4 separate regions of the Mus musculus genome follow, and all the other regions are linked to region 1. The links are chromatin contacts, called in public HiChIP or PLAC-seq and promoter capture Hi-C maps. All regions are on one chromosome and are shown on one strand. Each heading gives the region's core, a stretch centred on a gene start, on an enhancer-like site or on the middle of the called end of the contact. The rest is flanking DNA. Distances are from core to core; before and after follow the strand shown.

Region 1 (5,392 bases), core at 2,594-5,093:
TTCATCAAAGGAAAAATATACAAAGATGACCCATGATACAACTCACAGACCACATGAAGCTGAAGAAGAAGGAAGACCAAAGAGTGGATGCTTAGTTCTACTTTGAAGGGGAAACAAAATAATCAAGGGAAGTAGAGGGTGGGAGGGTCTTGGCAGGAAGAGAGGAGAGGGAGGGGAAAATAGGGGAAGAATCAGGTATGGCAGGAAATACAGGAGATGTACAGAGGGTCAGGAAATTGAAGAGAGGTGTGTAGCAATGGGAGCTGGGGAGCTGGGGGTAGCAACCAGAAAGTCCCAGATGCCAGGAAAGCAAGAGCCTCCTAGGACCCCAAGGTGATGACATTAGCTGAAATACCCCACAAAGGGGAGGGAGAACCTGTTGAGACCATATCCAAAGTTTAGGCATGACCCCCCTGGTTGAGGGATAGGGCCACCCACCCATCTCTAAAATTTTAACCCAGAATTGCTCCTGTTTAAAGGAAATACAAGGACAAACAGTGGACAGAGACTAAAGGAAAGGCCATCCAGCCTGGGGAATCCATCCTTCATGCACACTCCAAACCCAGACACTATTGTGGATGATAAGAAGTGCTTGCTAACAGGAACCTGATACAGCTGTCTCCTGAGAGGCTGTCAGATCCTGACCGATACAGATGCGGATGCTAGTAGTTAACCATCGACTGAGCACAGGAACCTCAGTGGAGGAATTAGGGGAAGGACTGAAGGAGCTGAAGGGGTCTTATCTGGCATCAGTGGGAGGAGAGGCCCTTGGTCCTGTGAAGGCTTGATGCCCCAGTGTAGAGGAAAGCTAGGGTGGTGAGGGTGGGTGGGGGAGCACCCTCATAGAAGCAGAGTAAAGGAAGATGTGATAAGGGGTTTGCAGAGAAATGGGAAAGGGAATAACATATGAAATAAAAATAAATAAAATATCCTATTTAAAATGTTCAATAAATAAATAAATCTTAAAAACAACAACAAAAAACAAACAAAAAATAAAAAAACCCCAAAAAACAAACAAACAAACAACCCCCCCCCCAAAAAAAAACCCATGTGCTTTAAAATAGTCGAAACTTGAAGATGCTAGAGAAAATTCCAGGAGTACACCTAGCTGGAACCATACTGTAGGTCAATTCACATTCTCAATTGTCATAGGCTTCTAATCTAAAACAACAGGATAGAAAGTCAGATTGACAGAGTCAGGCTTTAACAAGAAGTAGGAGGTGTGGCTAAAGAATCTAGGTCTTTGTTTTATATCTAGAAATGGAACTACTTGCCGTATCTACAGATGTTTGTAGAGGACCCCCAAATTGGGAGTCTCAGGCACTGATATAAATGATGGACAGCTGCAATGTAGGAAGTAGTAAAGTGTGGGCTTAGCACACACAAGATTCCAGGTTCAGTCTCAGCTGCATAAACATTAAAGAAGTAAATAATTAGAAATATTGTGGGGCTGAATAGTATGTAGCCTAGGCTATCCTGGAACACTCTCTATGTAGACCAGGCTGGTTTGGGACTCATGGAGACTTGCTTTTCTCTGCTTGTTGTGTGCTAGCATTAAAGGCATGAGCCACCATCGCACAGTCAAATCAGTTGTTGTTGTTGTTGTTTTTGGTCTTTTGAGGCAGGGATTCTCTGTGTGTAGCCTTGGCAGTCCTAGAACTCGCTGGCTCTACAGACCAGGCTGGTCTCAAACTCAGAGATCTACCTGCCTCTGCCTCCCAAGTGCTGGGATTAAAGGTGTGCACCAACACCTCCTGGCCACAGTTTTTTTTTTGAGTCTCCCTGTGAGCTGCCATGTGGATGCTAAGAGTTGAACTGGAGTCCTTTAGAGACGCAGTCAGTACTCTTAATCTCTGAGCTATTTCTGTAGTTCCCATTTGCATCTTCTTTAAGATTTAGCCCCTTTTGGAATTTGGCTGATCTTCTAGGCCCTCCCCTACCAGCCATCATCACAGGGATGTGCAGCAAATCACATTAAAGGACTAGTAAGGACCTGTTGTCTACCACATACCATCAGCTGATGTTATTCAAGCTCAGAGCTTTATTGCTGCTCAAGTATTTTGTTTTGTTTTGAGACTAGAATTCATGGTGGTTTTCCTCCCCTCCAGGCTGAGATTAGAGGCATATGCTACCCAAAAGACATATGCCACAAGTAGCTGCTAAGAATGCGATTTTTAGGATTGCTTGGCTCAGTTTCTTAAAAGGTGACTGAAAATTACAGGGAGCTGGGTTTTATTTTTAGTACTGTTCCATAGATGCACTATGTATTTTAGTAGTTTAGTTGTTGGTAGGCCACAAGGACACAAAGATTTCAGGATGTAGTGGTTGGTATATACCACAGTACCAACTACTCTGAAGGCTGAAGTAGGTAGCCCATGAATTCAGTCCAGGCTGGACTATATATGATGCTTTATCTCTTGGGGTGGGAGAAAGGATATTATATTATCCACCTTAATCAGGCCTAGTTTATGTTGTGCATAAATGTGCTAGTTTGAATAAGTTTAGCCCTCATAGACTGATGTGTTTCTATGCTTGGCCCATAGGGAGTGGCACTATGAAGAGGTGTGGCCTTGTTAGAGGAAGTCCATCACTGTGGAGTTGGGCTTTGAGCTAACCAATGCTCAAGCTCTGAACAGTGTAGAATCTGAGTATTCTTCTGGCTACATTCGGATCAAATATAACGCTTGGTTCCTCCAGCACAAGTCTGCCTGCACCATTCCATACTTCTCACCATGCTGATAATGGACTAAACCTCTGAAACTGTAACCCAGCCCCCAATTAAATGTTTTCCTTTGTAAGAAAAAAAAATGTCCCTGGTGGTACATAGTTTTTGCAAAAACAAGCATTGAAAACAGTGTTGAGAAATAATGCTCAGAGGCTTGGATGCCAAGTTCTCAAAGGGCAGGACACTGAGAACTAGGCCTAAGCAAACTGGGGAACAGCCAGGATAATATTTGGACAGGAACTAGAATGTGTGTTTGATTACTTCTGTGTAAAACTGGCTTTAAATTTATTTATTTAAATGTAGGAGTGCTGCATGTTCACCTACCTGCCAGAAGAGGGCATCAGATTCCTTTCTAGATGGTCGTGAGCCACCCTATAGTTTCTTGGGAATTGAACAAATGAACTCTGAAAGAGCAGCGGGTTCTTAACCACTAAGCCATCTAACCTTGCCTGGCAGCGGTAGCACACGCCTTTGATCCCGGCTCTCCAGGCGGATCGGCAAGTACGAGGTCAGACTGATCTACAGCTAGGGCTGTTTCAAGACAGCTAGGGCTGCACAGAGAAATCCTGTGTTGAAAAACCAAAAATAAATAAATAAATAGCAATCCTCTGTAGTGTAGTGTCTTTTCCTTATTAGGGGTAGGGAAGTTCTGGGGGCCACCTCTAATCTCCCCCCCCCCCCCCCCAGCATATAAGGTACCTACACTGAACAGAAAATCCCCAGAGCACTCAGAATTTGACTTCCCAGGTTGAATCTTTTGGGGGTGGGGCAGGGCTCTCAGATGAAAACATCTGCATCCAATAGGTGTCCTTCCAAGTTGGCAGGCCAATGCCATTTTGAGCACTACCTTTGCACATTGCTGCATTTCTTCCGTTAGTGAAGTTAGCAAACAAAACAAATACACCACGAGATGTGGAGGAGAAAAAAGTCCACGTTTTGATGGGTGCGCCTCCCTGCCTGGTGCTCTGCCAGTCCTGGAGAATGCATTCCCTATCAGGGTCCCTAACTTTGAGTTCCCGAAGCCCTGGCTAGATCCCTTAGGCTTGCTCTCTTTTAGCGCCTTAGCAGGTTCACTTCACCCTCAGCCCCACGTGCCCTGCCGGTCCACCTTCACTTTCACTTTCGGTCCCGGGCGGCCAGACTGGCGGCTGTGATGAAGGTGAGGAGTCTCGGCCTGGCCCGGTGGAGGACTGGGCCCGCACGGTACAGGGCTGTGGGCAGCTGAGGGTGGGCTCTGGCTAACCGACCCCGGTGGAGGCCCGGGCTCAAGTGCGCAGGACGGGCGCGGAGGATCGGGAGCAGGAGTCTGAGCACGCCGAGGAGCGTGAAGCCCCGGCAGGGCGCTGCTGGCCGGCCCGGCCCGGAGAAAGCCGAGGCTGCCGGGCCGGCGTACTCGCTGGCTCGAGTGAGTCACTGGCAGGAGCTGACCACGAGCCGCCTAGCTGCTGGAGACTGGCCAGCGGTCCATCCCACTAAAGCCTAATGGCGACCAGGGAGGACTGGGCGGACCTAGGGAGCGGCCTGTGGAGAACACCTTGAGAGTATTCCCAGAGAAAGCGAAGAAGCGCTGGGGAGGGCACAGAGTGTCCGGAAGGCTCCCTCTCTTCCGCCTGTACTCCCTGCAAACCGGGCCCCACTCCCAACTCGGTCCCTCTCCCCCTCCCTCTCCCGCTCCCCTCTCCCTCCCCCTCCCGCTCCTGATCACTATCTGGATCCCGCCCCCCAAGGCTACATGAGGCCATTATAGAGAAAGCTTTATTTGAACTTGTTTGAGCAAAATGAGTGCCTTTTCTGTTATGTTGCTAGAATGGTTAATTTCCTAAGAGGAAGGGAAGGACCAAGAGAACACACTTTGTTTAAACTTTTATTGATGGTTCTTTGGGTAACCCGGGTTTGGAAAGACAAACTGTGTTTTCTTTAGAAAGCCAGAATTCCTGTCAGCTCCATATATGGTCAATAATTTAAAACCTTTTTAAAATTGGCCACAGTTGTCAAAGCTCCCACCTCCACCCCTTTCCTGCCATAGGTTTTTTTTTTTTTTTTTTTTTTTTTTTTTTTAGATTTATTTATTATATGTAAGTACACTGTAGCTGTCTTCAGACACACCAGAAGAGGGCATCAGATCTTGTTACGGATGGTTGTGAGCCACCATGTGGTTGCTGGGATTTGAACTCCGGACCTTCAGAAGAGCAGTCTGGTGCTCTTACCCACTGAGCCATCTCACCAGCCCCCTCCACCCCTTTCCTGATCAGATTTGGAAATGTACCTTGAATCAGCAGCTTTTTAAGGTGGCCCCAAGAGGAAAATTCTAGTATATTTACATAGTTTTAATTCTGCATTGAAATACTTTGTTAGAAGTGACGAGCCATTTTCAGTGCATGTTAACAGAAGTTGGATTATCCTGGGGGCTGTTTGAAAGCTTATGTGTTGCTGAGATTGTTTTACATTCAGTCCTAATACAAGTGGGAAATCATCCAAACAATTACCTTTAACTTCCCTGAGGACCATGAGGAGTCAGAATCTCCACATACAGCTTAAATAAGATTTCTAAAATGGCAGCAGACTCTCTGGCTTGAGCTAAGTTAGGTGATAGAGCCTAACTTAACAGAGGATAACTTCAGTTTCATCACATGAAAAAGGAAAGTATTTTACAACGTTCTTAAACTT
Region 2 (5,613 bases), core at 376-2,875, 590 kb after region 1:
AAGACACTCTAAGTAAAATCTGTCCATCCTTTTCCCTTTTAAAAAAAGTTACCTCAAGTTCTTCTAACAAGTGATTCTGAGTAGATGAAGCTAAGACAAAAGAATAACAAGATGGAGAAGGAGAAGGAGAAGGAGAAGGAGGAGGTATAGGAAGAAGTGGTGGTGGTGGTGGTAATGCTGGAAGAAGAGAGAATAAGAGAGGGACAGAGGGAGGAAGGAAAAGAGCTTTCCCCATGGCTTTGGCAACTTAAGAAAGAAGAGGTCAAGCAACAGTTTTATTGGTTTCTAAGACATCTGAAGTATGTTCTTAGTTCTCCATTCTCTGATCCTGCCCTGAGGACTTCTAAAGTCACAGACAGTGGACAGAAGAAGAGTGTCCCTGCATCCAGGCTGCCCTTTGCCCAATACAGCAGGTCAGCTTTAATCTTAGCAGTGTCTTTCATCTAAAAGGGCATATGCCAAGCAAGATGTTAATGTGACACTCTGCACAAGCACACATTATGAGCCCCAAGTGCAGATGTGGCTACATGCATTTCAGAGCAGCCAGCTAGCATCTACAGAAATTCAGACACCTTGATGCCCAGTTGCTGTGTGGCTTTGTGGCATCTTCTACCAGTGTGTCTATGAATATAATTTAATATTATTTAATAGTTTTCTAATAATTTACTCTTGCTCTATCATATTAGAGAATTCTCTAAAGTCACTCTGTAGCAAAACCATAAATTACATAAAATACAGCTTTACATAATATTAACCAGTATTATATATAGATATATAGAGATTATAGTTGCCTTTACCATCATCCTTTCCGTGGTTGAAAACCAAAAAAAGGATATACTGGTGTTAAGTAAGGGTTGCACTGGATGAAGTAGCTTGTCAGGGTGACTGTGTTTGCTCTCTTCACAGAACAAATTCTTAAACGCTCCAAAGTAAGTTTTATTTTTGCTTCAGCCTAGTTTTAGTTGTAGGGTTTGTTAAGCATCAGGTTTAAATTTTCCAGCTTTCCAAATGCCAGGCAAGAATTGGGGCATATCGCTGAGCTATGGCCTGATTCTTATGTTTACTTAGTCATTGACAGGGTCTCACTGTTTTTCTCAGGCTGGCCTTGAACTTGAGGTCCTCACACCTTTACATCCCAGATAGCTGGAATTAAAAGCCTTCACTACTAGATTTGACTTGAAAAATATTCTTTAGTCAAATAAAATCATTTTGAATTAAAATTTGACATTGTTCAAAGCATGCTTGATGGGGAAAAATAACTGGAAACACTCGTCATGGCAGATCAGGTGTGTCCTTCCAAGGAGTTCCACTGGAGGGCAGTGTGTGCTTCAGAACAGGCGAGTGCTTCTGGGTTTGGAGCCGCATTGGTATGAAAATCTACACACCTTGGCAAGTTTTTAATCACAGGGGGGCACAGGAATACTGTATTCCCAGTCCTCCTTCTGACTGCATTGAGGATTAAAACAACTAAAGTGACTATTCAACTGAAGCCTGTCTTTTTTACAGACCCAAGCATGAAGACTATAATAGTTACTTGAAATTCATAAGACCAACTTAAGTCTTCATAGCAAAGCATGTGTACTGGAGAAAAGAGGAAGCAAGGAAAGAAAAGAACAGAGTGGTGGTAGAAAACTACCGCGAGCATTATTACTGCAGTCAGTGAGGCATGCTGAGTGGTGCTGGTGTTTTCAGAGTGGGCTAGAGCATGCTAGACAAGGAGTGGGTTTCCCCTGTAGGATTCTGAGTGGATTTAGACAGGTGGTTTTGGTCCAGAAGCTCTTGAGCAGGGGCACAGAGCAGAGCAATTACAGAAACCCTGTCCAGCGAGGCAGTTGTTGAGGTGGTCAAGGCCAGAGAATGCTCAGCTCTAACAGTGTATGGAGAATAAGAATGGAATCAGTCTGAGAGACAGAAAAGATGGACATGTCCTAGGATTTAATAATCAGTTTTCTGAAGTGGAGGAGGGAGAAATTCTAACATTTTATAACAGGGGAAAAAAAAGTGACAAATAGAAATTGAAGAAAATGGAGGAAGGTGCGTTTTGAGAAATGGAGCCAAACATCTGGAGAATATCCAGAGAAAAAGTACCTAGGAGGTGATGGAATTGTTGAGCCTGAAGATCAGGGGAGGGACGGTAAGGTACTAAAGACAGTGTCATTGGCACAAAGTTAGTAATTAAAATGTTGAGTGTGGATAAGCTCATCCAAGAAGATTGCCAGTACTGGGAGGAAAGAAACAGACAGCTGGACCACCCAGCACAAGTGGTGGGAAGCAGAGGAGGCCACAGTGAAAAAAGACAGAAACAAACAAGACAAACCAAGAGCAGAATTCTCTGTGGAGCAGTGAAACTCAACCAACAGAGGCAAATGCCCCAGAAATGAGCTGCAACACAAAGTCCACAACAGCTAGTGTGCAGGTACCTAACAAGAGAAGCAGATTGCAGAGGCTGCCAACAGTGAATATAGTCTTGCTCCATATAGGTTAGTCCTTTATGAAGCTTATATGAAAAATAAAAAAGAAGACATAGGGTCCAGAGAATAAGGGGAGTAGGTCAGAAGTAGATTTCTTGTTACTGAATTCAAGTGAATCCACTAAAAGTAATCCCTAGCAGAGGGATGCTGATGTTTCAAGAGGGAGGTTGAACTGTAGAGCCTGGTCTTGGCAGGAAAAGCTGAGGTTAGCTTAGCACAAAATAATGGAGACATGAAATCTTCTAAAACTAAAGGCAGACGATGAAAGATGTGAAGGAGAAAAGAAATCAAAGGAACTGGTGCTCAATTGCCTCTGTAGCAGGGTAATTATCCTAGCTTCCTCATACAGAAGGATCAGACCTTTTTTTTAAACAAGAGTTTCTGAAACTACATCTAAAAGTAAAAGAGACTGGTGCTCCTAGGTGGACGTGTGTGATTATGGGGCAGCAGCATGGTAGTTCTTTTCCAGAATTTTGTATAGAACACTATTTAGTCAGGATTCTACAAACAGTTCTTCTCGTACCTACAATGGTGTATGTTTCTAAATGACCTGATAATACAGCACTGGTATTGAAGTTAAAGGAAATGAGTGACAGGATGCACTTTTATTTTTATGGAGTTTTTATGGAGAAAGAGAAAACAGTGACAGCGACCATGAGGCTGACCGTCACCCTCAACCTGACCCTCACCCTTACCTTCACCCTAACCTTTCCTTACCCTATCCTAACCCAGTAGCTGAGCATCAGGCTCTTCTAAGGCAGTTCTCTAAAGATGGATGCCATGAGCTGTCACACAGACATTAGCTCCTTAGTCATAAAAAGGAGTCCACCTTCCAAGTTGGGGTCAGCAGAATTAAGTGGGCTTGAGAAAAGAGCCTCTGTCCTTGCCCATCCTGAACAGCTGAGCAGGCTAAGAAGAGAGTCTGCAGGTTCCAGGCTAGCTGCCCTTCAAAACTGCTCATCAGCCCCTGGAACCTGAGGCTTTCAAAAATAACTGACACCGGACATTGCATGAGAGATGTATAATCTGAATTAAAAAAATAGATCCATTATGACATTTCTTGTACTTCCATGTGGACATGACTTCACCCCCAGTATAGCACAAATTTCTTGACAAAGTAAGTTTGACAACAGTAAAGATTGTGTTGAATAGGTTACAGATTTGAGAAGTTAAAAGTCAGGAAATTATATTTAAAAACTCAGTCTTTAGACTCAAGAAAGCAAAGTTACTGTTGGACAGAATCTATCTATTCCTCATAGTTGAGGATCAGCTGGACCTACTCCAAAACATATTTTCTAGACAAGAATAAACAAGGCTCAGAGAGGCTGTCCTTTACCTAAAGCCACACAGCTCAGAGCACAGCCTAAGACTAACCTTAGTTAAAACAGACACTTCCTCTAGCAGCAGACTGCCTGAGTGATCAGAATTACACACACACACACACACACACACACACACACACACACACACACTCCACTTGTGCTTTATACAAAGACTGCCCTGATTTCAGTCCTTACCACAAAAAGCTCCGGGAGTCCAGCTGCTGACCCACAGCTGGCCTCAGGTTGTAGGAGGAAGGCACCTCAGCTTTGGATCTGTTCCCTGGTCCTACCTCACAACAGGAAGCTGCCAGGTCAGAACTGGTCAGATGCTAGTCTCAGTTATGTGCTACCCAAGATGAAAACAGCAGAATCAAAGAACCAATAAGGCCATGGGCTTCCATCCCATGTCAAAAAAAAGGGGGGGGGGGGACTCAGCCCTACCAGAAGGTCAGGCACTTTCCTAGTCACCAGAACATCTAAATCAAATCAGCAGGAAAAAAAAAAAGGCCAGTTGATGTAGAGTTTATTTGTTGGTTTGTTTTAATAATCCTCTTCTCTAAGCACAGGGCTCTTCATCTATAAAAACAAACAAGTTAGCAAAAACACTCTCTATTCTGAAAGTTCAGACAGAAATACGGGAGCCTTGAGTTCCAGTCCTCAGTAAACTGGGCCACTGTTTCAGGCTGTGTAAGGACAGGGGGTAAGTAGGATGTAAACTTAGCTGATAGGATATTAATGGACTCAGAGACTGTCATGGTGAGGCTTTATAGAAAGACACGGGCTTCCCCTATAAAACTGGAAAGCCAAGGCCCAGGACCTTTAGGTTAGAAACACAAATGGCACCAAAGCAGGAATTAACATGCCAAATGATTGTAACCACAAGGAAATAATCCTGCTGCAGCAGAAGGAGTAGATGGTGGCCAGGCCAGATGACATGGCTGTATGAGACAAAGCATGTCGTTCACTGTCCTGGTTAGCTTTAACTGTCAACCTGACATAACCTAGAATTATCTTGGAAAAAAATTTCCTCTGTGGAATTGCCTAGATCAAGTTGGCCTATGGGCATGCTCGTAGGAGATTACCTTCCTTGTTAATTGATTTAGGAGGGCCCCGCCCACTATGGGAAGCATGTGTTCCTGAATTGCATACACAAGCCAGCTGAGCGTAAGACTGCCTGCCAGCCATCAATTCACATCGTCTATGATCCACAGTGTGCTTCTCTTCTTTGGGTGTAAGTGAGGCTCATGGTCAGAGGTAGTACTGGGTGGAAGTACAAGCACGCCTACCTTCAAATTCCTGTTTCGATGTACTCTGACCTGGAAATGAAAGCCAAACACACTTTCTTACCAAAAGTCAGAGTGTTTTTATCCCAGCAACAAAACTGAAAGATGAGATCTCCTTCACTGCAAATACCAGCCTCAGCCTCAAATAGACCTCACCATCAGGATCTGGGAGTGCACTTGGGGCATTTCTCAGTTTCCATGCTGTTGCCCTACCCCAAGCTTGAACTCACAGCTCAGTTCCCAAGATCTCTAAGACCAGAAACTCTCAGAAGAAGGCATGCATACTCTGTATCTAAAACGATTTTAAGAGTACACAATGATTTTTTCATTGTATGCTTATTTTTTCCTCCCCTACTACTGACAGTTGTCCATTTATAGTTAAGCAACGTATATATGCTGGGGAAAAGAAAAAAAGGTGGGCATCAATTTAAATAAACCTATCCAGACAAAATTATCGAAAGTTATGTGCAATAGCAATCCACCTGGGAACATTGCTCACCACATTCATAAGAAAGTGTGATGTCAGCTGCAGAGTCA
Region 3 (5,981 bases), core at 24-2,523, 790 kb before region 1:
ACATCTCATCCCTGGGGCCCTGGCCCTGGGCAGTTCTCTGCTCTTAAACACAGCACATGGATCATCTTCTCTCAGACACAGGGTAGCTCTTATGGTTTGGGGACACCGTTTTTTCCACTGCCCATTTGTCCAGGGATGCTCCCTGCAGGCCTGTATTAAGCTCTCCAAAAGATGGGAGGCAAGGGTAGCCTTAACCTCTGGACAACTTCATTGTGCAAGCAATCAGCCCTATAACATCCATCAACAGATGGAGAAGGTCCTCCAACTCAAGCCTGGAATTCTGAGATCATGGCCCCCCTAGTTGAGTCCCATCTCTGCCTTAGAATCCCTTCACCAGTTCCTCCTGCCTGAGGGGTGGAGTCACCAGTCCAGCCTAGCGCTTGGAGGTTCCAGTACCACCCAGCCCCCTCTGGGATACTATGCCAGATGCTGGAGAGGGTTAGGCTATCCTGGCCAGCCATATGAGTCTTCTGCGTCTCCCGACTGTAAAGAGGCAAGACTCAGGTTCTGCAAGGCCCTTAGTTGCGCGACCCAGCCCACCTTCCCGTAACCTACCTGCTTGTCCCGTGAGCGATGTTCCACACCGCTGCCCGCGCGCCGGTCCGTTTCTTCCGCTCCCCTGCGACCGCTCCCGTACGCAGGCACCACGAAGCTGTCCCCTGCGGCCCGCCCGCAGACGCGCGGGAAACAAGGCACCCACGGAGAAGGAAGGAGACCGTGAGCTTCGTGGAGTGCGCTTCTGCCCAGCCTGCCTTGCAGCGCCCACCCGGTACCCAGAGCCCCGAGGCCACGCGCTCCCGGAGACCCAAGGCGTGTCCCAATCGAGGGCGCGAGGCAAGGCGCGCCCCAAGCTTGGAGCTCTGCGCATCCGGCCCCGGGGCCGCCTCGCTCCCTGACCGCACCCGGGCTCACCTTCGGGACTCTCTCTCCTCTTGCAGGCTGCTGCGGCTGCGGCACGGTCGGAGGACACAGGGAAGACGGAAGGGACAGTGAGTGGCGGCGCCCACCCGCCCCCCTCTCTCCCGCCCCCCGGCCCGCTCCTCACCGTGCTTGGACTGAAATTTCCCCATGTCTCCGCTGGGCCTGGACCCACCCTCCGGCCGAGCTCTCAGGTGTGCGTCCGAGGTTCGAGCCCGGGGTGCGTGAATCCCGAGCTGAGAGCAACTCGTGGAGCCTGGATCCGGGGCCGGGCAGTCTGGCGAGGCTTGGCCCGGCAACCGGAGACACCGGCGCGGGCAGCGGCCGGCCTCCCTCTGAGCGCGCGCGCCCGCGACGGGGCTTTAACAGGGGTTCTCGCAGCGCCCCCCGCGGCCGCGGACCGTAGCGCAGTGGACCTTAGCGTCTCCTTTACCCTAAGACTTTACTAGACAGGCGGTTTGGAACCTGCTCTGAGCAACGACTCGCACAGGGCATCCCTGAGGGCAGACAGAGCTTACCTGCGTGGACTCCAGGTTTCTGGCTCTCTGCGGTTTCTTTTGTGGGGACACCCTCCACCCCTCACCAATCTTTTTCTTGAGATTCCCAAATTCAAGAGTCGGTATTAGGAATCCTCCTTTGAAAGAGAGAACCCTGGAAGAGAGTTACCTACGTCTTAGACAACCTTCTTGATACCTTTGGCTGTGAGAGGAGTTAGGCACATGCTTGTCGTGAAGGGGCTGGGGGTGAGTGGGGTGCGGAGGTAGAAGGCCATGGGAAGGTACCTGGAAGAGAGGGAGAGCAGGTAGGACTAAAGTGAGTCCTGGCCCGCTGGAGCAGACCTTCCTCCCTTTCCCTCATTGATGAAAGACCAACGCTGCCCATCAGTGTGGACAGGCCCTGCATCCTTCCCTTTGCCTTTGGTTGGGGCAGGGTCCTTGCTGGGCTGTGGTTAGTCCATCTGGCTCCTCTTTGGCTGGCCAACCTCTGAAAACCCTCTCAGTATCTCATCCTACAGCTTCTCCCTTAGAAGAGATCACCCACCCTTGTTTCAGAGAAATCTCACTCCCCCTTCTTTCTTGGGCTCCAGCTTATTCTGGGGATACCTCTCTGTTTGGTTCTCCACTTTGCCCATAGAGCTCTGTAACACACAGATCAAGAATGAATGTGTAGTTTTCTTTCCCAGCCTTCTTGAGATATGGTTCATATACCCTACAACTCTCCCACTCAAGAGTCACCACTACCTAGTAGCCTGTCTCTGTTCAGAGATGTGTTCACATAGTCTGCTCTAGAACATTCAACTCCTAGAGTGACTTAATTTTAGCACATACTTTCTGCAAAGAACCACAGCCCCCCCCCCCCGCCTCTTCATGGTCTGTATTCCAGGCTGGCCTTGAACTCCATGTATAGCTAAGATGACCTTGAACTTCTGAAGTCCTTTGGAATTGTTGATATTAAGGATTCATGACTGCCCCCCCCAAAAAAGTGCAGAATGGCTTACCTTGAACAGGACCATCTCACAGCCATGGGCATGACACAGGTAGAATGGACTCATGTAATTATGAGGACTCCTTACCCACCAGGCCATTCACCTAGCCTCATCCCTCCTTTGTGTCAGGGTTTCACCCACAACCAGCAACTGAGAAAGAAGGAATGGGATACCAGGAGAGGATTCAATGATTAGGATCCACAACTATGTTTGGGGGAGTGTTTGTAAATATAGCTATCATTATCACTGAGGCCATAAATGAGGAAGGTTCCCACAAGGACAGGCTTCACTGTGTTCCACTGCCTACCACAGTCTAGGCTCAGCTTTGGGCAAACCAGGTGAGGCTGGCTTGCTCTATATGTCCTCTGCTTCATCCTGTTTAGGTGTAGAGAGTGCGACTTCCTAGTTGATGAAGACAGACTTGGATGGAAATTTCCAGAAATGTCCATTCTTCCCACCCTCCCCACTCCCAGAGCCACTGCTTAGTAAGGTAGGTACATTATTGGCCTGAGAAGACAAGGCCCAGTGTAACTGTCAAACTGGGCAAAAGTAGCCTCAGGCTGGGACTTGAGGCCCAGGAGGTGACCTAGGGTGAGAGTGAGTTTCCATTCACTGATCCTGTGTCCAGGCTTATCTCTGTCCCTTGAATTCTACACCCCCTGCAGTTCTATGCTTCTGTGGTCTCTCTGAGCTTCGAACCAAGGATTTTGACATCAACAAAGAACACAAAGACTATGTGTGACTTGCGTGGCTTCCTGGGGAGAAATAAAGAGACATCTTTTTGCCCCAGACAAAGAGCACAGATAGACCAAAGACACAGATCTATCCAAGTGCAGCTTGTTGATCAATTACTGTATTAGGGTTATTCACAGGAACATACAGAGTGCATAGGCAGCTGTACCACCAAGAAGTCCAACCCTGGCTTTGCTTCTTACATAATATCAGAAAGAGGAAGAGCTTGGGTGGGTGGGTGGGGCTCCCTGAAGGTTTCTCTCCCTCCATGATGTAAAATTAATATAAAATCATGAAGGTCCAGAGAAGGTGTCTGCAGCTTCTCGGCTTCAAGATAGCCATGGTCATTTCCAACCAAGAGGAAATTGCTATAGGTGTGAAAGCCACATCCCAGTGTCAAGGCAGAATCCATTTAGACGATGACTTCATCTCAAGTCCAGTGGAGCAGACACCTGCTTTACATGCAGCTAGCCTGACATGTCCTCTCTGGGCCCGGCTCTGGTTCAGCTCTTTCTCCTGTACTCAAGCTTCTTCTATGCCTGTTCCTGCCTCCCATTTCCCACTCTCATCTTTTGGAATAGCCCGAGCTTGGGGCTCTCTGGCTGGAGCAGTCAAATGTCCTCCCCCCACCCCCCAGCTGTTCAGGGTGAGATGATTGAACACAATTGGGCTGGCCATATGAGGACTTACCTCTGCCCAGTATCCAACATCCTGTGTTCTTGGTCTAACATCTTGGGTCCAGCATCCCACACCTAGTATCCTGCCTTACTCAGGCCTGAGGCTCTGGGAAGAGTTCACCAGTTGATAAAAATCAACTCTCAGAACTTTCAAAGAGCAAGGCTGTGCTACAGCCACACCTGTCTCATTAAGCTGTGGGCTTGAAGCTGTTCAAAGCACTTTGTCATTATCTGTCAGAGGTGGGTAGGGCAGTGCCCTTATCTCTAAGATGAAGAGACGCTGCCTGGCGTCCATCTCTGCATCCAAGCATCAGCTACTCACACCTGCCCATGTTGGTGTCCCATGCTGTGCCACTCACTTCCAACAGCAAAAACTCAACAGCTCCAGTAGCAATATGTTCTCTGCTCTTTGAGGCTGGACCCCAGTCTAAAAGAGGCATAGTTATGGGGGCTCTCCATGAAGGGTCCTCCACTTTTCCACTTCTGCTTGTGGTGGTGATCTTTTGTTGGGTCTGTTTCAGGCAGGGGAAGAAGGACCCTTGCTTTCATGTATTCTTCAGAAAGAAGCTCTCTCTCTCTCTCTCTTTCTCTCTCTCTCTCTCTCTCTCTCTCTCTCTCTCTCTCTCTCTCTCTCTGTGTGTGTGTGTGTGTGTGTGTGTGTGTGTGTGTGTGTGTGATCTTCCCTGGGATAGCATGCCACCATATGGCACCTGTTATAAGCTGTTCTTACATGGTGACCACTATGCAGAGAAGCAGCTTGTCCTGTTTCTGTGGTTGTCTTGGTTATGGTTGCTATTAATCATCACTTTTCCCTCTTCAGAAGTGAAAGGAGGTCTGTAATGTGTTGTGATTTGCCCAGTAGTAGGCAGAGGACGCAGAGCAGAGGACCCTGGGAAGAAGGTGGCCCTAGGGCCCAGAACTGAGCTCTGCACATCCTAGTCTGTTTGAGGCCAGTCAACACACAGGGAGACCACTTGAATTGTGGGCCAGGATGCATGCAGGCAAGCCTCCTTGTGAGACTGGGGTCTTGTTTAAGAAATAGGGCCCGCTTTGGGACAAACACAGAACATTAGGTAACAAAGTTGGATAGAACAAACCAATCTATCCCTTCAATCTCTTCCATTAAGGTATCACACATGCAGACAGAGACAGAGTTTGAGGAACTATTTCCTTCACACAACATGCACTCATTATTTTGTGGCTGAATTGTTGCTTCTGATTATTTGTGAAATATTAGCCACCAGCTCTCCACAGGCATCTGTTTCCTTTCCAACAACACACTCTGGTATTTTACAGATCCTTCTAAGGCCTGGACAGAAAAGCCAACACTGATTCACAGAACACAGTGTCTTATTATTTCAAGCTGTGTCTTCCGATCACAACATAAGACCTTATCCTGAGCACAAAAGAGTTTCGGTGTCGTTGTGCTGGTGTGGCAACTCCTAAAAGCTAAAGGGACATGAATTTGAGGTCATGAGCCCTACCTCAGCACACATGAAATTTTCTACACACTGAAGTTCTCGAAGCATTTATTTACCTCATCACTCTGACTGAGAGTCACCCCAATAAGTGAAGTGTGTAGCTCTGCTACTCAGAGAGACTGAAGTGGTATTGCTTTATGGATGGGAAGGAGACAGAGCTTTCAATATCAATGCATATTTGTGCAAACATTTCATGCAAGTTTGTATTTAGAAGTCAAAGAGGGGAAATCTACCCTCTTCCCAGAGTGATTTTTCAAGCATGTCCTCAACATAATTTTGTGTGTGTTACTTGTTTTAATCACAGTGAAGATCAAGCTTTGTAAGCTGTAAAACAGGGGCGTCTGGAAGGCATAAGTGAGCATGGAGGTTGAACCATCTCAGACCCAAGTGCAAACACGCATTGGCAGGTGCATGCATAAAAGCCTATGAAAGCCATCACTCATGGGTAGAGGATTATTTAAGGAAAGATATATGGCAGCGAATGTGAGCCCCATGCACTCACTTCTGAAAGCCTGTCCCATCTAGTGGTGCAGAAGGTTGCCAGATGTCTGAGAAGTGTGTTTGAGAGTCAGTAGATAATGGCTGGGCCTAACGACTTGCATATTCCTCTCTCATCCATACAGAAGTTTGGATTGCTCACTCTCTGTGGCCCCACTAGCTCTTAGATGGAGAAAACGCCAATCTGTA
Region 4 (5,710 bases), core at 1,193-3,692, 580 kb before region 1:
TATCATTCATTATCCCCAGGGCCACAGCAACATTCTGCTTCCTCATTTCCTCTTAGTAATGTTCCAGCCATGGACCCCCTGCCTCCCTACACACTACTTGCTGGCTAGAACATCTACTTGCCCATGTCATACTGGGAACAGAATCTTCTCATACTGCAAAAATCCTACTGCATCAGGGCCTGTGCCTATCTCAAGAGCCCTGAATACTGTCTTTTTAAAATGTTCTTGATTTTGTTTGTTTGTTTGCTTTTGAGACAAATCCAGACAGCCAAGAATGGCCCTGAATGCTAGATCGTCTTGCTTCAAGTTCCTGAGTCCAGGATTACAGCTATGGACCACTACTTCTTACAAGTTCCTGGTCAGCCAGAGCTACATAGAAAGACCCTGACTTGCAAGCAAGCAAGCAAGCAAGCAAGCAAGCAAGAGCAAATAATGGAGGCGAGCAGGCTGAGCACTAGTATTCATTGCTATTTGCTTCCTAACTGCAAACGCAATGTGAACAGCTACCCTACACCCTAGCCACTATGCCTTCCTCACCTTGACTTTTATCTCCTCCAGCTGTGAGTCAAAATAAACCTTCTCACTCTTAAGTTGCTTCTTTTTCTTTTTTTTTTTAAAAAAGATTTATTTTATTTATTATATGTAAGTACACTGTAGCTGTCTTCAGACACTCCAGAAGAGGACATCAGATTTCGTTACGGATGGTTGTGAGTCACCATGTGGTTGCTGGGATTTGAACTCGGGACCTTCGGAAGAGCAGTCGGCACTCTTAACCACTGAGCCATCTTGCCAGCCCCTTAAGTTGCTTCTTGTCGGTTTTTTTTCCCCCACATAGGAAATGAGAAAACCAACTAATATACCCTCTTACTAAATAACAAAGTCTTTATACAGAGAATCCTCCTGGTTGACCTGAATACTATCAGCCAATAAAATCAACCTGACACAGTTTTTACATGTACTTGGAACACTCTCCAAGAGAAACCAGATTCTTGGGCATTAAACAATCTCTGCAGACTTAAGCGAACCAAAATCATACACAGTATGTTCTCTGACAATAATAGAATTACACACAAAAAAACAAGAAAACCTCCCGACACATAATTCGTTAAAAAGACATCCCTAAAGAATAAAAATGTGAGCAATCACTAAATAATTTGGAGGTCTAAGAAGATACCTAAAGGGATATTTGAAAAGCATATTAAAATCAATGAAAATTAGAACCAGTCATGGTGGCAACTGCCTGCAATCCTAGCCACTTGAGTGTCGGACTAAAATTCCAAGGCCAGGTTCCGTTAAAAATGGAGATCAAGGTCATCTTGGCTTAATAACACACTTGAAAAATTAAAAAAACGTTTGGGGTGAAGTCCCATGACAGGGCATTTGCTTAGCATATGCAAAGCCCTATGTTCTATCTCCAGTACCTTAACACACAGTAGAAATATAAACACTAACAAATGTGTTAGTGTGTGCAGCTATGTGATACGTAAAGAGAAATGTACAGATTAAGAGATTTAAATTATAAAACAAGCTTTAATCCACACGTTTCACTTCTAGAATCTAAAGAGGAAAATAAATGCAAAGCAAGCACAGAGAAAAAGGTAAAATTTAAAAACAGTGAAGACAAATCAACCAACCCAAAAGTGGTGTCTTTGGCATGACCAAAAACCGTATATCTCCAACATGACTGAAAGATAGAGCCAGATTAAGTACCATTTATGAAAATGGGGAATATCCCTACAGGCCCCACAAGCATTAATAAAATAGTAAGAGAATGCTGTAGTCAGTTCTATGTAGATATGGTTGACAATCAAGAAAAAACGATTTAGATAACGAAAATGCACTCTAGGTGAAACCACTATAAGTTTAAAAATCGTAATCGAATTTAAAAAATGGTAATCGAAAATCTTCAACAATGGAAAATTCTAGGCCTGCGTGGTTTCCCTGTCAAAGTCCAGGGGAAAAAAGTTAAAAAGGAAAAAAAAAAAATCACAACACAAATTCCGCACGATCTCTTGCTCAAAACGTAATGGGGCCTTGATGTCCAAACCATATAAAAAGAGACCTGCATCTTCATAAGCGAAATGCCATGTAGGAACCCAGGAAGACAGATGAAAGCTGCTGCAAAAAAGAAGCGGGGGGCTCAGCCTGACCGCGGTCCCACAGAAAACCCAGGCCGCGTCCACCGGCTCTCCAGGACCTTAGCCACGCCCTTCCCCACAAACCCGCCCAGCCGGCCCCGCCTCCTTGCCCCACGGGCCGAGACCGTTTGTGGTCAAGTGCCATTCGCACGGAGGCAGAGCTATCAGGCCCGGCAGGCCAACCCAGTCTGTCCCCCACGCACCCAGGTCGCGGTGGGGACCCAGGCCGCTGCGCTCTCGTACAGTCTCTTCACACAAAACCAACCGCTGGCCTGGCGCCATGTTTTCAAACCGGACGCTGGCGCGCGGCGCCTGCGCTGTGACGTGATCTGGAACGGGCGGGCGGGACCAAGCCTGCAAGGGGCGGGCCCAGGAGGGTGGGCGGAGCTTCGGCTGTGTTTAAAACTTTCTTTGGGACAGGTTCACCCAAGCCATCCTAATCCGCTGAGCTCTGAGTGCAACCTCACCCTGCTCTGGCTCCTCCCCAGGACAACCCCATTGCGTTCAGTGCGGTTTGTGGAAACAGCTGTTAGTGCCCGGGGCATTCGCACCTACTCCCACTTCCATTCATTTCCTACTCCCTCCAGGAGCCTTCTCTCCTAAGGTTTCTTCCTGTCCCAGCCCCTGAGATGCTCCCCCCCCCCCCCCCCGCCAACCCCCACGCACTTCCAAAAGTTCTCATCATGTGGCTGGAGAGACAGGCTGTGTGCAAAAAAAAAAAAAAAAAAAAAAAAAAATTTCTCCTAACTAAGACACATTGAAAGTCCTTTCATCAAACCTGGGGTCTACTAATAACTTCCAGGCATTGGAGAGATAACTAAGCTTTTCAGAAGCAAATTAAGGCTTGTATGCTTGCCATCTAAGACATGTGGCGCCTCAGGACACAACACAGATTTCAATCACCCTCTCTTATTCTATTTTCTCTGACCAAGATCAGAGTCCAAGTGGGACCTTGGGGAGACGGATGGTCTGTCAGGGACAGACCCAAGACCAGCTTTTCTACTGCAATGAAAGTGCCAGTAGAAACTTGGGAAGTAACGTTTCTGTTTACTAACGTTTTACATCTTCACTGAAGAAAGAGGGACAAGGATTAGCTTTGCACCCTGCAAAGATTCCTACAAGCCTATGATTTCTTACAAGCCTCAGTAAAAGGTTATGCTAATGATTAATTACTACCAAGTACTCTTTCCGGTGGTTTATTAAATACCATCTGCCGTGGTAACATTAGACTGTGGCCAAACCTACATGCATTTAAGCTGTTTTATGTCCTTAAGTTCCATTTGAGGTGTTTAGGAGTGAGCCAGCAGCACTTGAACTTGATTTGGTGCTGGTGAAGACACAGAGCAAGGAACAGTGTTGTGACTCGGAGATAGAGATGATGAGCCAGGCTGGGTCACATCAGGAACAATCCCTTCTGCCTCATAGTTCATAAAGCTTTCCCAACTAGACCTGGAGGTTAGCAGGAACCTTCCTTAGCTGGAGTCCCACAGCCTGGTCTTCCCTACTACCTGGAGAGTTGGCAGGCAGTCCTACCCAGAACATTCTGTTGATCTCACATACACACCCCCCCCCCATGCTGCTCCCAACCTTGGCATTCATCAGCTGTCTGAGATGGGGTAAGAAGAGCCACTGTTGCCATGTATAAGGCTTGTGCTTCTTTTTGTATGCTCTCTCTGTAGGACATGCCAAAACATGTGCTGCTTAAGACCCACAACCTAGGCCAGCTGGACATTGGTGGGAGCAGAGGAGGCCTCTCTGGCTCTTTCTACCTGATACCCCTTGTGGTTTTCTAGGATCTTCCATGGAGGCTTTCACTCTCCAGCCTGAATCTCTAAACATGTGGGCACAAAATATATAGTCATCTTCAAAAAGACCAGGAGGGAGGCAGGGCAGCCTGAGGCTGACCCACCCATATGTGCCTGAAGAAAATATAGGTTCAAGCTGGCCCCTGAGGGTTTCTGCCTTTCTCCATGACTGTCTTTGGCCATAGGGAGTAAAAGGAGGAGGTGCCATCAAGACTGAGAGTTTTAGATAGGAGGAGGGCCCTGCATCCTCAGTGGGCCTCTTAGAGCTATGGGTGACATGACATTGTTAGCGCTCCTCATTCTCTTGTAGGGGCAATACTCTAGTATGTTTCCTTAGCTAGTTAGATCTCTCCTTCCTGTTACAAAAGCTGGGCTTATGTGCATACCACAGTACTTCCTCCTAAAGTCAATCAGGAGCCACACCAGCCTGTTGGCAATGTTGAAAAGAATGCTTCCATGCTCATAGGTGGACCTCCCACTGGTGCAAGGCACATAGTTGCTAGAGGCGCTGGCTCTGACTGCATATCCCCAGACTAATGTTAGAACCCAGTAGTGTAGACAAAGGATCGCGAGCAAGCAGTCAGAGCCATCAGGAGGAGACTGAAGCAGGGGCTGTATGAGAGAAATATAAAGCTGTGGCTGAATGCAGAATGGCTGTCACCCTTGAAGGCAAAAACCATTGCCATCTCAAGGAGTGAAGCAGGAATAAGGGTAGAGGGAGGGGTAAAGGAGGCTCTCCATTGCTCCCCTTCTTGAGGAGGCTCTGATCTAGGGCCCGCTAACCTCCCTGTTGTAACTGTTTTTTACTCTTCTCCCTAGCCATATCTTTACCAGTTAAGATCAACATTAATACCTGGCAGTTATCAATATATTTCCCACTTCTACCCCCCACATATACAGTAAAACATACAGATATGTCAAGCAATGCCCTTCCCATGGCTGCTTTACATAATTGGTGTGAGCCTGGAGGTCTGTATCATTGTATCTTCCTTTCCCCATAAGCTAAATCCAGTGAGGGGGACCACATTCTGCTCTTATACTTTGCCCAGAGTAGCACGGGGGGAAAACAGTTTAGTGAGGAACATGAGCAGGAGGCGATCTCTGATATACTGTGTGGAGAAACTGTGAGGTCACTGGTTCTCACAGCTGATTGATGGCTAGGGAGGGAGTCTGCTCTATCCAGGCTTAGCTGTAGCTTACCTCTCAGTGCATTTAGAAAGCACCTCTGGTTTGAATTCTATCCTGTTTCTGGAAAGGTGAGAATTCAAAGTCAGTGACCCAGGTTCCACTAACCCGGGTCAGAGGTTATTAGGTCAGCTAAGACCAGGCTGAAGTCACTTCAGGCCATGAGTTACTGAAGTGGGACACTGTATCCAGGAGTTTGAAAACACTGTTATGTAGTTGGTGAGGATGGTCCATTGGCGTTGTCCTGCCCTAGGAACCAAAGGCTAAGCCATAGATAGCAGCTGGGTTACCTGTAAGAGCCAAAGTCAACTTGTAAGCTCCACCTGCCCAAGGACCAGGTAACTTCCTGCAATGCTGAGAGTTGTAGTTCTTGAAAAATCACAAAACCACATGGGAAATACGGTATCCATGTGGTTTTGCCCTTTAAAGACCTCCTACAACACAGGACTTTTGCTGGGATCCCAGGGAATAGACCTGATCCGAGTCCATCGTGGTCAGTATTTAATTAAAGCTTGTTTCAAATTTGGATCAGTATTGTGGAACTGGTTTTTTTTTTTTTTTTCTTTTGTGAGTCTCAGGATT

What was found. Promoter capture Hi-C pulls out the DNA fragments that hold promoters and counts their contacts. HiChIP or PLAC-seq counts read pairs in DNA pulled down with a chosen protein or histone mark.
Region 2: a contact with region 1 is called in an H3K27ac HiChIP or PLAC-seq map of large pre-B cells, with 3 times the contacts expected there. The contact joins the enhancer-like site here to the promoter of Erap1 in region 1. A contact is called at or near these places in 1 of 39 promoter capture datasets (hippocampal neurons), 1 of 15 datasets of contacts at CTCF or cohesin (large pre-B cells) and 4 of 115 datasets of contacts at active chromatin or transcription factors (bone marrow-derived macrophages, large pre-B cells and stem cell-derived neural progenitor cells).
Region 3: a contact with region 1 is called in a promoter capture Hi-C map of liver, with 3 times the contacts expected there. The contact joins the promoter of Nkd2 here to the promoter of Erap1 in region 1. A contact is called at or near these places in 2 of 39 promoter capture datasets (liver and pre-B cells).
Region 4: a promoter capture Hi-C map of pre-B cells shows a contact between it and region 1, with 5 times the contacts expected there. The contact joins the promoter of Cep72 here to the promoter of Erap1 in region 1. A contact is called at or near these places in 3 of 39 promoter capture datasets (liver and pre-B cells) and 1 of 9 other capture datasets (adipose tissue).

What each region holds. Positions count from the first base shown.
Region 1 is chr13:74,636,010-74,641,401 of GRCm38.p6, forward strand. It overlaps Erap1 (endoplasmic reticulum aminopeptidase 1), which reads left to right and starts at 3,844. Exons shown (of 19, transcript NM_030711.5): 1 at 3,844-3,884.
Region 2 is chr13:75,226,481-75,232,093 of GRCm38.p6, forward strand. No RefSeq gene overlaps it. Among named protein-coding and RNA genes, the nearest start is that of Pcsk1, 140 kb to the left of the region's middle. Within about 2 kb of position 1,626, at least 28 of the 459 cell types and tissues checked have an H3K27ac peak or open chromatin away from gene starts, as enhancers often do.
Region 3 is chr13:73,846,358-73,852,338 of GRCm38.p6, forward strand. Nkd2 (naked cuticle 2) reads right to left here and starts at 1,274. Exons shown (of 10, transcript NM_028186.5): 1 at 1,046-1,274; 2 at 913-948; 3 at 556-659. The coding sequence starts at 1,070. It overlaps Gm30303 (a long non-coding RNA gene), which reads left to right and starts at 1,251. Exons shown (of 3, transcript XR_382654.4): 1 at 1,251-1,451; 2 at 2,788-2,894; 3 at 5,918-5,981.
Region 4 is chr13:74,059,843-74,065,552 of GRCm38.p6, forward strand. Cep72 (centrosomal protein 72) reads right to left here and starts at 2,443. Exons shown (of 12, transcript NM_028959.3): 1 at 2,342-2,443. The coding sequence starts at 2,420.